4 separate regions of the Mus musculus genome follow, and regions 1, 3 and 4 are each linked to region 2. The links are chromatin contacts, called in public Hi-C and HiChIP or PLAC-seq maps. All regions are on one chromosome and are shown on one strand. Each heading gives the region's core, a stretch centred on a gene start, on an enhancer-like site or on the middle of the called end of the contact. The rest is flanking DNA. Distances are from core to core; before and after follow the strand shown.

The links. HiChIP or PLAC-seq counts read pairs in DNA pulled down with a chosen protein or histone mark. A called contact is a pair of places that touch in the nucleus more often than the background predicts.
Region 1: a contact with region 2 is called in a CTCF HiChIP or PLAC-seq map of the NIH/3T3 cell line, with 7 read pairs. The contact joins two enhancer-like sites. A contact is called at or near these places in 1 of 15 datasets of contacts at CTCF or cohesin (the NIH/3T3 cell line), 1 of 484 Hi-C or Micro-C datasets (brown adipocytes) and 1 of 115 datasets of contacts at active chromatin or transcription factors (vascular smooth muscle cells).
Region 3: a Hi-C map of uterus shows a contact between it and region 2, with 3 times the contacts expected there. The contact joins two enhancer-like sites. A contact is called at or near these places in 4 of 484 Hi-C or Micro-C datasets (the HL-1 cell line, cerebral cortex, liver and 1 more) and 1 of 115 datasets of contacts at active chromatin or transcription factors (heart atrium).
Region 4: an H3K27ac HiChIP or PLAC-seq map of heart atrium shows a contact between it and region 2, with 4 times the contacts expected there. The contact joins two enhancer-like sites. A contact is called at or near these places in 4 of 484 Hi-C or Micro-C datasets (the 3T3-L1 cell line, brown adipocytes, psoas muscle and 1 more), 1 of 115 datasets of contacts at active chromatin or transcription factors (heart atrium) and 1 of 9 other capture datasets (bone marrow-derived macrophages).

What each region holds. Positions count from the first base shown.
Region 1 is chr8:128,237,561-128,240,643 of GRCm38.p6, forward strand. The region is part of intron 1 of A930035F09Rik (a long non-coding RNA gene); the gene reads right to left. Among named protein-coding and RNA genes, the nearest start is that of Mir21c, 39 kb to the right of the region's middle. Within about 2 kb of position 1,606, at least 31 of the 459 cell types and tissues checked have an H3K27ac peak or open chromatin away from gene starts, as enhancers often do. A contact at or near this core is called in the NIH/3T3 cell line, where this site is marked.
Region 2 is chr8:128,024,190-128,027,125 of GRCm38.p6, forward strand. No RefSeq gene overlaps it. Among named protein-coding and RNA genes, the nearest start is that of Gm32590, 220 kb to the left of the region's middle. Within about 2 kb of position 1,617, at least 128 of the 459 cell types and tissues checked have an H3K27ac peak or open chromatin away from gene starts, as enhancers often do. A contact at or near this core is called in the NIH/3T3 cell line, heart atrium and uterus, where this site is marked.
Region 3 is chr8:128,200,032-128,203,098 of GRCm38.p6, forward strand. No RefSeq gene overlaps it. Among named protein-coding and RNA genes, the nearest start is that of Mir21c, 77 kb to the right of the region's middle. Within about 2 kb of position 1,745, at least 49 of the 459 cell types and tissues checked have an H3K27ac peak or open chromatin away from gene starts, as enhancers often do. A contact at or near this core is called in uterus, where this site is marked.
Region 4 is chr8:127,832,727-127,835,427 of GRCm38.p6, forward strand. No RefSeq gene overlaps it. Among named protein-coding and RNA genes, the nearest start is that of Gm32590, 28 kb to the left of the region's middle. Within about 2 kb of position 1,340, at least 12 of the 459 cell types and tissues checked have an H3K27ac peak or open chromatin away from gene starts, as enhancers often do. A contact at or near this core is called in heart atrium, where this site is marked.

The DNA of each region.
Region 1 (3,083 bases), core at 356-2,855, 210 kb after region 2:
AACATTTTATCTGTGTTACGGGAAAGGAATGAAATTCCAGGCCTTCGATGAAACATGCAGCTGAAATGCATGGTCCCCAAATCTATATTTAGCTGACTGGCTCCTGTCTAGGAGAGACGTGATAAATGTGTCCTGTGTATAAACTGAAGGATGATGGATTCAATGATCATACCCTAACTGGGGGATGCTACTTTGGAATAATTAAATGTTCCATCATTTGCAAGTCTAAATAGTCCATTGTGAGCTTCTGGTTTTGTCTGTCAACAGATCCTTCCAGTTTCTAAAGGAAATTTATCATTAAAATAATTGAACTGATAAAACATACGTCCACAGTGTGTCAGAGATGGTGCATTTCATACGATGCTAATTCAAAGCTACAGGTTAGAAAACCTAATCTGTATATGAACTGACTTCATAAACGGCAAAATGACACATATTATTTAAAGATATTTGTAGATATTCATCTTTAGGTGCCAAAAGGGTGTTCTGCTTAAAGAGGGGGATAAGCCTTTTGTCAGGTGAAATGTTCTATGGGCTGAGAAAAGCATTCAGACAGTGCTTGGTAATTAGTCATTTCACAAGTGGTTTTGTTGCTAATCTTCCTACCCTTTAAATGTCCATACACCTTAGGATTCTTTTAAAATCTTGCATGTCAAGATAGTTTTATCCAATTATATTGTATGTGCATCCTTTAGTGTATATTTTAACATAAAATTTCTAGGTCTTTTAATCTGCAGAATAGTGGTGGAGAAAATGAGTGGGTCTGATGCGTGTTAGTCACATAGACAGACAACTTGCTAGATGATGGGCAGGTTTATAGATAAATAATAGATAGAAGATATAATTGACAGATGAATAGATAGATGGTAAGTGCATATAAATTATTGATAGATGAGAAGTAGATAAACAGATGGTAGATATAGATAACAGCTAAAGATAGAGCCATCAATAGAATATATATATGAATAACATACATTCTTTTGCATGAAAACTTTTTTCTTCTAGAACAGGGCTATAGAAAACTTTCCAAAAAATGGGAATGGGTGGGTAGGGAAGTGGGGGGGGGGAGGGTATGGGGGACTTTTGGGATAGCATTCTAAATGTAATTGAAGAAAATACATAATAATAAAAAATATTTTAAAAAAAAGAAAACTTTCCCTAACTCTACCAGACATCTGCTGCAGTGTTCAAGCTCTTTGAGTACTACCCTGCACTTAATATGGAAACATACCTGGAAAGATCATCACAGTTGCACATTAGTGACACACATGTGTAGCACTGCACTTGCTTCTTGAGTGCATGATTCCTCTCTGATACTTCCATGCAGCCAAGTTATACGAGCACATTTGAGAGATTAGCTAAAATTGCACTGTTGCCTACAAACTCAGTTTGCCACCAGGAACCTTTAAATGCACCTCTGATCAATTTTAATCATTAGCCATTGATCCTCACATTACCCAATTAATATATTAAGAATGTTGCAAACCGCAATGAACCTAGCCACGGCCAGCAGCACTCTATTGCCCTGCATAGGCTATGTGGTCCATATGTGGAGCATGTGCATGTGGGGAGGCCCTGCTGGGCATGATGGGAATCATGCCTGCCTTTCACAGCTCACTGTGAGTCAGCACAGCAGCAGTGAATGCACAACAGGCAAGCAGGGAGTAGGTCACTGCAGACTGAACTCAGGCTGCAGCAGTAATGAACTGGTAATTCATTAGATGCTTATATCTGCTGTTAAGAACTCCATATTAAGAAGATTTTCAAACTGTTCAGATGGGGCTTCTTAGCATCCTTGTTGATGACTTCATGTAACTCAAGTACAGTCAGTATCTTATTGATTCTGAATGGCCTGAAGCACTTCCCTCATTATGACGAAGGCCATCCGATGATGGTAACTGTCTGCGTGTAAACTGCAATGAGACCATACAGTGTAAGCCCAACCACTCTAACCTGGTCCATTTAGTATTTCAAGATTCACTAATAATCAAATGTTCCTTAATACTCAAAATAATCCTTGGGAATTTTAAGGTCAATTTATTTATGACTTGCTTCATTTAGAACCTTGAAGCAAACTCATCTACAGTTCAGGGGATCTCCTGAAAAAAAAAAATCACTGAATTACTCACCTATCCCTGAAACAAAGTCTTATATCTGTCAGTGTTGGTGGATTTTTGTGAATCTCCATAAAAAACTTTTATGAATATTTAAGTAAATATTTTTAAAACAATTTGGATGAGAGAGAAGCACATAGTCTGCAGGTTTCAGAGTAAGGAGCCTCTTAAATTGTATGAAGGCTGGCTCTTCCTTTAACAGTCATGAGCTATCTTTTAGGTATGTTTCAAATACATTAAGTATGTTCCACCATTAATCAGCTTAGAGCTGACCACTAAAACACTGGGAGGGATTTGTCTCAGTGCCACACAATGACTCAAACTTTTATAAAGGAAAAGTCAAGCCAACGTCAGTGCTGGTGACTCACATGAATTTACTGCAGAAATTAAATAAAAGTAAAGTGCCCTAGGAAGTTCTGATTTAGTAAGCAGTGTAGACAGGGCATTATCAGAGATTAATTGTGTTTTAATCATAATCATAGCCATAAATGAACACTAAGCTATCATTCAAAATTATGGAGACCGGCACAGGGAGAGATGGCTTAAAGGGACAAGAAGGAATGGCCTTCATAGAGTCATGCTTGGTTAGATTTCAGAACAGGTTGTGTACTCCTCAGATCAGATGGTAGGAGACATCCACTTCTTTATCCTCTTACAGTGGCCTCTTCAACACCTGCTAATATAAATTAATGACGTTTAGACAACTACCTAACTACTTTAATCATTGCACAGCAAAACAATAGAACATAACAATTACTAGAAAATAAAAGAAAAGAACAATTACTAGAAAATTAAACAACTGCTGGCCTCCAACTTACTAAATAGCTAGAGATGAGCTTGGAGTCCTGGTCTTCCTGCTTCTACCTCTAAGGTTCTGAGATTCTAGGATTGCAGCACTATGCTGGATTTATGCAATGCTGTAGGTGGAATGGGATTCTACCACCTCCCAAGACCCTAGCCCTAAATAAT
Region 2 (2,936 bases), core at 367-2,866:
CAAGCTGCCCTGACAAAGGAAAGGACCAAAAAAAAAAGTTTTCCTACTAACTTTTATGTGCATTCATATTTGTGTGTGCACATGGCAGGATGGAAGCAGACAGATTTGGAGGATCCAGAAGACCCCTCGGGTGCTGTATTGTATGCCTTGCTTTTTTTTTGAGACAATCTTTGTGAGAATTGCTGATTAGACTAGACTGACTGGCCTAAGAGTGTGAAGGATCTTCTTGTCTCTCTCTAGTGCTGGGATCACAAGCACACACTACCATATCCAGCTTTTTATTCACATTTGGCTGCTATGGATTGAACTCAACTTCTGTCTGCAGAGCAAGCACTTTACTGTCGCCTCAGACCTTCCCTAGTATCTTGGATAAAAGTTCTCAAATAACTAACTCTCCTGGGTTAAAATATTACAGTTTTTAATAACAAAACATTAAAATGATAGGGTTAGTGTCTAAAATGACTATGATGCAGAATGACGAATACCCATAAGCCAGCATGCTTGCTGAGTTAACTAATTCTATCCCCCTACCTCACATTGCAAAGAGCTGACCCTGAAGGTGAGATGCTTGCTCTCCAGGGATCTCAGCTGCCTATAGTTAGGGGAAAGTGGCTAAAAGGAGCAGAAGAAGGGACTAAGGAAAGCTGAGTGCTTACCAGGGAAGACTGGATGGACTGCCCAAGGCAGGGGGGGGGGGCGGGGGGGGGGGCGGCTGGTCCTTCTTCTTGTAGCCAATGTGAGAAACAGAATTATAAGAGACCCAGACTCCCCTGCCCCCACCCTGATATCCTAAGAATAGGCCAAAAGAAAAGGGCATGAAATGGTGTTACTGGGAGAAGTGCCAAGACAAAGAGATATTCAGATTTCTGGGGACAAAGGCCATGTGAAAGGAATTTTCCTTTCAACACACAGACACACACAGAGAGACATAAACACACAGAGATACACACACATACACACACACACACACACACACAGAGAGAGAGAGAGAGAGAGAGAGAGAGAGAGAGAGAGAGAACACTGTGTGGCTGGCAGAATGAAATGAATTAGCTGCACTGCATCAACTTCAAATTAAAATAATTTCAAATGTAGCAAAAGAGAACGTGGCAGCGGGCCACCGTCTTAAACAGAACACATGGACAGGGCCTGGGAATGGAAAGCAGAGCCATTCCAAGTGAACCCAGAACACGGAGCAGGGGCTGGAAGAGCCAGTCCAGGCTGCAAGCAGCTGGGAGCTAAATGTTTCCTCCTGGGCCACAGAGAAGGGAGGGGTGTGGGGACTGGAGAGGAATGGAAGCCAAACCATCCATAGGGCTGGTACAGGGCCAGATGGCCACCAACCAGAGACATTGGTTCTTGTGACTCGGGTCACTGGGCAGGAGGGGCCTGAGATCTTGACATAGGGTAAAAGACCCAGAAGAAGAGCAGACCCTGGGCTGAGAGCTTCTACAGCCTCCAGGGGTCTGCACCCTGGATGCCAAAGCTCCCCGGACAGGAAATGAGTGAGACTCCATTAGATTCCAGAGGAAACCTCAGACTCTGGCAACAATAGCAAGAAAGAAGGCTGGGCACAGCAGTTTGTTTAATGTGGATCTGTAAAGGTCAGGGTTAAATGTTTGTGAAAGTTCTCCAACAGGGTTGCACACATAGACCTTTGGGGACGGAGGGAAGACATTGCCTCATGCACAGCCCAGGCACCCAAAATGACTTATATCTAGAAGACTGTGACCCTTGCTGTACAGAAGGACCTATGGCCGTCCACACTCAGAAGGAAAAAGAGATCTTTGGTATTGTTTTATAATCCAGGGACAATTTTCACAGTGATGCAGAGAAAGACCAAGGGTTTAAGGCCAGAGCTGAGGAGATAAAATGAGTGTTATGAAAGCATGAGAACCTTGTGTCCACATTAAATAAAAATAAAAGGAGCAGGAGGAAGAGGAATAGGAGGCGATGGAAAGGAGGAAGAGGAAGATATAAGGGCAGAGGCCAGCATTATCATAATCCCAGGACTGGGACAGGAGGGTCCTTGGGGCTCCTCTTTGTCTGTGAGGATATTTCCAGAGAGGTCTCACTAAGGAAGGAAAATGTCTGGTCTAGCCAATTGGAAAGCTCTAGGTTTAGATGATGCATAGATAAAGAAATAGATAGATAGATAGATAGATAGATAGATAGATAGATAGATAGATAGATGGTCAAAGAGCTGAAGCAATGTCTCTGCTGTCAAGAGAGCTTGCTGCTCTTGCGGAGAACCTGCTATTACTTGCACTCACATCAGATGGCTCACAACCATCTATAACACCAGTTCCATGGGATCTGATACTCAATACTGGTCTCTAAGGATCCCTATACACATCATGTGTTTCATGTACAGACTTGAAGACACACACACACACATACACATAAGATAAAAATTAAACAATAAAGAGTACTTAAGAACTTTACCTGATGTTGACCTCTGGCCTTTACATATGTGCACACACAGGTACACAGACACATTTACTTGGGTATATACAAACACAGATATACACATACATACATACATACATACATATATACATACACACATGATGCATGCATACATATATACATACACATCAAAATGAGTTTTCAAAAATAAGTTCCAAGTTAGCCTGGGCTACACAGTGACAGCCTATCTCAAAAACTGAATTAAATAAATGAATGAATGAATGGTATAGGATATTAATTTTATTTGGTCAAGGTTACCTTATCTTATTTTGAATTTTAAAAAAATCTACTTCAAAATATATTCACAGTACCTGGCATCTTACTCACATAATCCTGATCTGATAATTTCTCAGTAAATGGCCGCTATTCCATATCACTGTGAGTCCAGCCTGCCCTTCATAGACTTGTGTTCCCTTCTGTGGAACCAATCAAGCTAGGCTAAGAATATTTGAAGAAACAATCGTGTCTGT
Region 3 (3,067 bases), core at 495-2,994, 180 kb after region 2:
TTCTAGATTGAACTGCTGCTGCTGCTGCTGCTGCTGCTGCTGCTGCTGCTGTTGCTGACTCCTGTTTGGTGTTTTGCTAGTGGATTGGATTGCTGACAGTGAAGATTGAGACCACCCCAAAGAACTACTTCTAAACAGGTCCACATCCCCCTAACCCTGTTAGCTATCTTCCTCCCCTACCTTTGGTTGGTGGGCTATAAAGGAGGTTGAAGCATGTAAGAACCCTTAAAAAAGTAGGTTTTGAAAAATATAAGCCTATACCTTCTCTCTTCTGCCTTCTCTGACTCTAACTCAGAGAATTGTGGTAAGAAAAGAAAGGCCATTCATGGGACATCATTTCAACCTTGTTCAAATTTCTTGGCCTGCTTCCATGAGCATGCCTAGAGAGCCATTTTCTTTATGTATTTTTTTTTATTGTATTTACCTCCCATAATCCTCTCTTGTCCCCTTTGTTGATCTGTTTTCTTCTCCTTTCTGCTTTCATATCTGTGTATATGACTCAGTGACCTAGACTTACTAAATGGAGCAATGGCTATATCACTGAACAAAATGCCTCTTCTTCCCTCAGCAGCCATTACTCGAATAGAGAGACTCAGAAAGTGCCACCTTCTTCTACGTTTACCTTCTTTATATCTCCTCTTTCCTAGTGTTACCTAAGCCTTGGAGAGAGTGATAGAGGTGGCCCACTAAGCACTCAGCAGTTATCTCATTTCCAGCATGGTGACCAGAAAGCAGCTAAGTCTCATTCAAACATTCAGATTAAGCAATAGCAAGTAGGCCTCTGTTAGTAACTTCATTAGCAAGAGAATTCACTAGGCAAGGTATTTAGTTTGGATCCAAAATGGACTGTCTTAAAGGCAGAAGCTCACTCCAGTCTGGGAAACAAGGGCCATGGGCTATTCTTCAGACACATCCAGAGAACAGGGAGTATTTTGTTATTTTAACTAGAATGCAACCTCTGGAGGTCCTTCTGGTAGACATCAATCTTTTACAGTTTACAGCCCATAATGATATATGGGGGGATGTGAGAATACAGTGTGTCAGAGAGTCCCTTGTACCAAATAGGAAGACAGACCGAACTTTAATCTTTAGAGCAAGAAAAATGCATCCTTTTTGCTGTGGAATTAAAAGGGGATGAGCAAATTGTAAGTGATTTTTTAAAGCATACAATAAGACTTCCAGCCCAATTCATGGGGGGGGGGTAATTGGTACTTCACATCAGTATTTTTCATGAACTATTTGAAAAACAGAGAAAAATGTGTTATTTCTCTGGAGCCACATCCCACTGTTCTTCAAAGCATATTGCTGAGGAATAAATAATCATTCCCCACTGGTGATTGGCACATTGAGCAACTTTGTGTTGGGCAAAATGTATCAGAAAGCCAACAGTTGATTTTGGACCTAATATATCCAGAGTCCTTGGAGTGAAGAAAAATTTTAAAAGATGCCACACCCTCTAGAGGAGGGTCACACTCAAAAGTGTCTGTTGACTCTGGGGGACAGGAGTAGGGTCCTGTGTAGATAAAAACCCTGACTGTGCCCACAGGGACATTGTATTTCTTGACTGCATTTGGAACTTCACTTCCTTAGTTCCAATACAGTGAAACACATCTGTGACATTTACCCTTAAATTAGATGAAAAATGATCTCAGGACAAACTAATTTGTTGGAAAATGCTGTGTGTTCCTGGTGTTTCTCATCTTCGTGGGAAAAGTTGGAAACCTAAGTAAAACGATTCCCATCCCCTGTGGGGGAGAAGGGGGACAGAGCAGAGCCTGCCAAGGTAATGTGTTGTAGATTGCGTATGGAAGGGAGGTTAACTATCTCAGAGACAAATATTTTGTTATTTCTTGGCAGAAGGTTGAGGAGTGGGCGTTTGAAGTTAATGCCCTGAGTCCTGCTTCTAAATGTTTCCATGTCCTTCTGGCAGCCATGTGATATTAAAATCTTCAGTAAATTAAGTAAATGAGTAAAACATGTTCCATAATGAGATGGGGACAGGCTTCATGAATTATTCCTTCCACCCATGAAAATATCACCAGGTAACCTGCAGAACACATCTTGGTCTCTTGTGTTTCTTCTTTAGAACTAAAAAAATCCAAAGACTACATCAGGGCATAAGGATAGCCAGTGACTTATTCATCATGTTCATGTTCTTTCAGAAAATACCCTATTTCAGTATCTATCTCTATGGGGGCGCAGACTTATAGTTCTGGAACACCAGAGCTTTCTCTTCCTGTGAATCAACTCTCCTGTAGCTGCAACTTCCTCATCTGTGAACTATCCCGAGCTGGCAGGTGGTGGAGGTGCCCATGTTACTAGCTCATGGGATTTACTGCCTCCACATTCCTGTTTCTCCTCCCTGCCAACCTACAGATCAGATCTCTGAAGATCTGATGTAGATCTATAGATAAAGATCTCAGTGAAGCTAAGAAGCAGGCATGTTTGGCTGCTGTGCACTTTGAAGCTATTTTTATGCTTTCTAGCTTTCTCAGGAAGTTGCCCAGGGGCTCAGACTCAACTTAAGTGCAGCTAGGATCTGGGAACCTGCTTACAAAGCTCTCAGTTGCTGAGTGCCCACATTCTTGTCTTGCTTCAGATTTGCATTGTCATGCTTACCCAGAAGTTTGAAAAGCATCCCAAATTGTGAGCCTTCTAGATGGCAAAACCAACATCTTCATTGCATCAGTTCCTGTGGTCATGGCTCTCAATACAGAGATGGGCCTGCCTAGCTGTTCTTCCTGCGGCTCAGTTAGCATCCAACTTCCTGACCCAAGCCAAAGCATGAGCACGACCTTCTAGAAACTGATACTCAACCTAACAGCCAACTATATGCCAGTTATATGACCTATGATCTTGCTCTCTTCTCCCTATACTATCTTCCTACTTCATCATAGTTGAGGGGCCTTGTCTAGACTGATCCAGTAAAAATCATCCTCATGGTATCAAGGAATTTGCATGTGTATACTCAAAGGAAGAGAGAGATTGGGGGCAAGGATGTGGCTTCAGTCCCTGAAGTCTTGAGGTCCAGCACTGCATAAATTTGGTGTGCTGAATCTTAGAGTCA
Region 4 (2,701 bases), core at 90-2,589, 190 kb before region 2:
GTTCAAGGTGCTGAAACTAAGTGATGGTCACGTGTTCAGCCCTAAACATGATATATACAGCTCCCCTAATGTTTAATGAACATTGTAGAAGAGGGGGTGGGAAGAATGTAAGAACCAGATGATGGGGAGTAGAGCAACAAAATGCCATGTTTGGGTATGATGGAGCTATAGTGATTGTAAACTAACAGCAAATGTTGTTGCCTGGCCCAGGCCTATACAAAACCGGCCTTGTCAACAGTCAGTCTTGATGGCAGCAGGACTCACAGAGTCCCACCTGTCCTGTTAGTTATTGGATACTGACAGAGTCTGGGAGAGGGAACTCATTGGCATCAGTTATGTATCCACTGATGGATTCCCCAGGCTCTGGGGGTGAGGGTGGTTGCAATCCCATAGTCACACATTTGGCCTTGGTGTAAGTCAGTTTGCCATAAAACAAGAGAGCATTGTCTTAGTCAGGGTTTCTATTCCTGCACAAACATCATGACCAAGAAGCAAGTTGAGGAGGAAAGGGTTTATTCGGCTTACACTTCCATGCTGCTGTTTATCACCAAGGAAATAAGGACTGGAACTCAAACAGGTCAGGAAGCAGGAGCTGATGCAGAGGCCATGGAGGGATGTTCTTTACTGGCTTGCTTCTCCTGGCTTGCTCAGCCTGCTCTCTTATAAAACCCAAGACTACCAGCCCAGAGATGGTTCTACCCACAAGGGGCCTTTCCCCCTTGATCACTAATTGAGAAGATGCCTTACAGCTGGATCTCATGGAGGCATTTCCTCAACTGAAGCTCCTTTCTCTGTGGTAACTCCAGCTGTGTCAAGTTGACACAAAACTAGCCAGTACAGGCATATAAGAAATGGATTTGTAGGAGGGTTGGGTTGACAAAGTAGAAAGGGAGATTAAAAAAAGGGGGTGAGTTGGTTGAATGTATTGTATACACGAACAAGTTTTTCAACAAGTTTAATGTATATGTATGTGTATGTATATGTATAATGTATGTCTATGTGTGTATGTATGTGTGTGTGTGTGTATGTGTATATATATAGAGAGAGATGCTTTTCTGTCTCCCTATTTTGTCTCTTCTTTGTGTATATGTTAATTTACACATATACACACACAGACAGAGAGAGAGAGAAAGAAAGAGAAAGGAGAAATGAAGAGAGGAAGGAGGGGGAGAAAAAGGAAAAAGGAGCAGAAGAAAAGAAGGCAGAGAGGGAGAAAAGAGAAGAAAACAAGCTGGCTGCACTTAAGAAAGAAAGCATGCAGTCTTTAAATCTGCTTTGCAGAGATGAGGAGCTGATGCTGGCCATGCTCTGTGAAGAGGAGTGGTGGAGACTTACAGAACATCAGGGGGCTGAGGAAAGTCCCTAAGCATGGGAGGTCTGGTTGGAATAGCTTCATACTTGTGTAGCAGCACCAAAGGGAATTTACCACATGGTTTGGCAATAGCATTGTTTTGAAATTTTTTTCCAGACTCTCAAGATGGGAAGGTTGTTATCAGCACAGATTAATAGAGTTTTTGAAATTGAGGGAAAAGAGCCTTTTTACTTGGCTGAGACAGTCTCGCTTAGCAAATTGTCGCTCATCATGTTTTTGGTAACAATCTGACATGCATAAGAAGTGTCAGGGCATTGGAAAGGAGTGGCCAACTGGGAGGAAAACATCACTAACAATAAGAGACGGGAGAGAACACAATGCTTTTTATTCTGTTCTGTGTAAAATGAAGATGATTGGAGTCATGTGAGAAGTCTTTTTCAATGTCTGGCTGCTGCCCTCTAAGCCCTGACACTTCTCCATTCCTAAGAACTGGAGCCTGGAGAATGAGGAGAGCCAGTGTTCACCCCATCAAGGCACCCGTCTTCCCAACTTTAGAATCAATGCTATAAAATTTAAAAGTGTGCCTGAGTGTGTGTGTGTGTGTATGCACACATCTGAATGCATGTGTGTGTGTATGTGTGTGTGCTTGTGTGTATATGTTTGTGAGTGTGGGGGGTATATGTGTGTGTGAGTGTGTGTGTGTGTGTGTGTGTGTGGGAGTATGTATATGTGTGTGTGAGTGTGTGGGGGTATGTGTATATGTGTGTGAGTGTGTGTGTGGGGTATGTGTATATGTGTGTGAGTGTATGTATATGTGTGTGTGTATGCATCCATGTGTATTCATGTGTGTGTGTGTGCTTATGTATGTATGTGTGTGAGTGTGTGTGTATATGTATGTATGTGTGTGTGTGTGAGTGTGTGTGTGTGTTTGTAGATATACATGTATGCTTATGGATGTAGAAGCCACAGGCCATTTCTTATTTTTCTTATTTCTTTGTTTTGTGAGACAAGATCTCTTAGTCTCTCACTGGGATCTGGCACTTGGCTACACTAGCTGCCCAGAGAACCACAGAGGCTTGCCTATCTGCCTCCCCATGCTGAGATTACAGAGGAGCAATATCATAAGTGGGTTTCTGAGGATTGAACTCAGATCCTCAATCCTGTGCGGCAAACGCTTTATAGACTCAACTTTCCCCCTAACCGTAGATGTAAACTCTTTAATGAAGCACAACTTTCATAGCTGTTTGGGGGTGCCTGGTGTATCCTCTGAGATGGTTCTTGTGAAACAAGTGTTAAATTGCTTTCTTCTCCTTGATGATGTTATTCTTTGCTAATCAGCCTTTCAACCATCTGGCCAGATCTGTGTATATGAAATCGTCAAAGTGATAT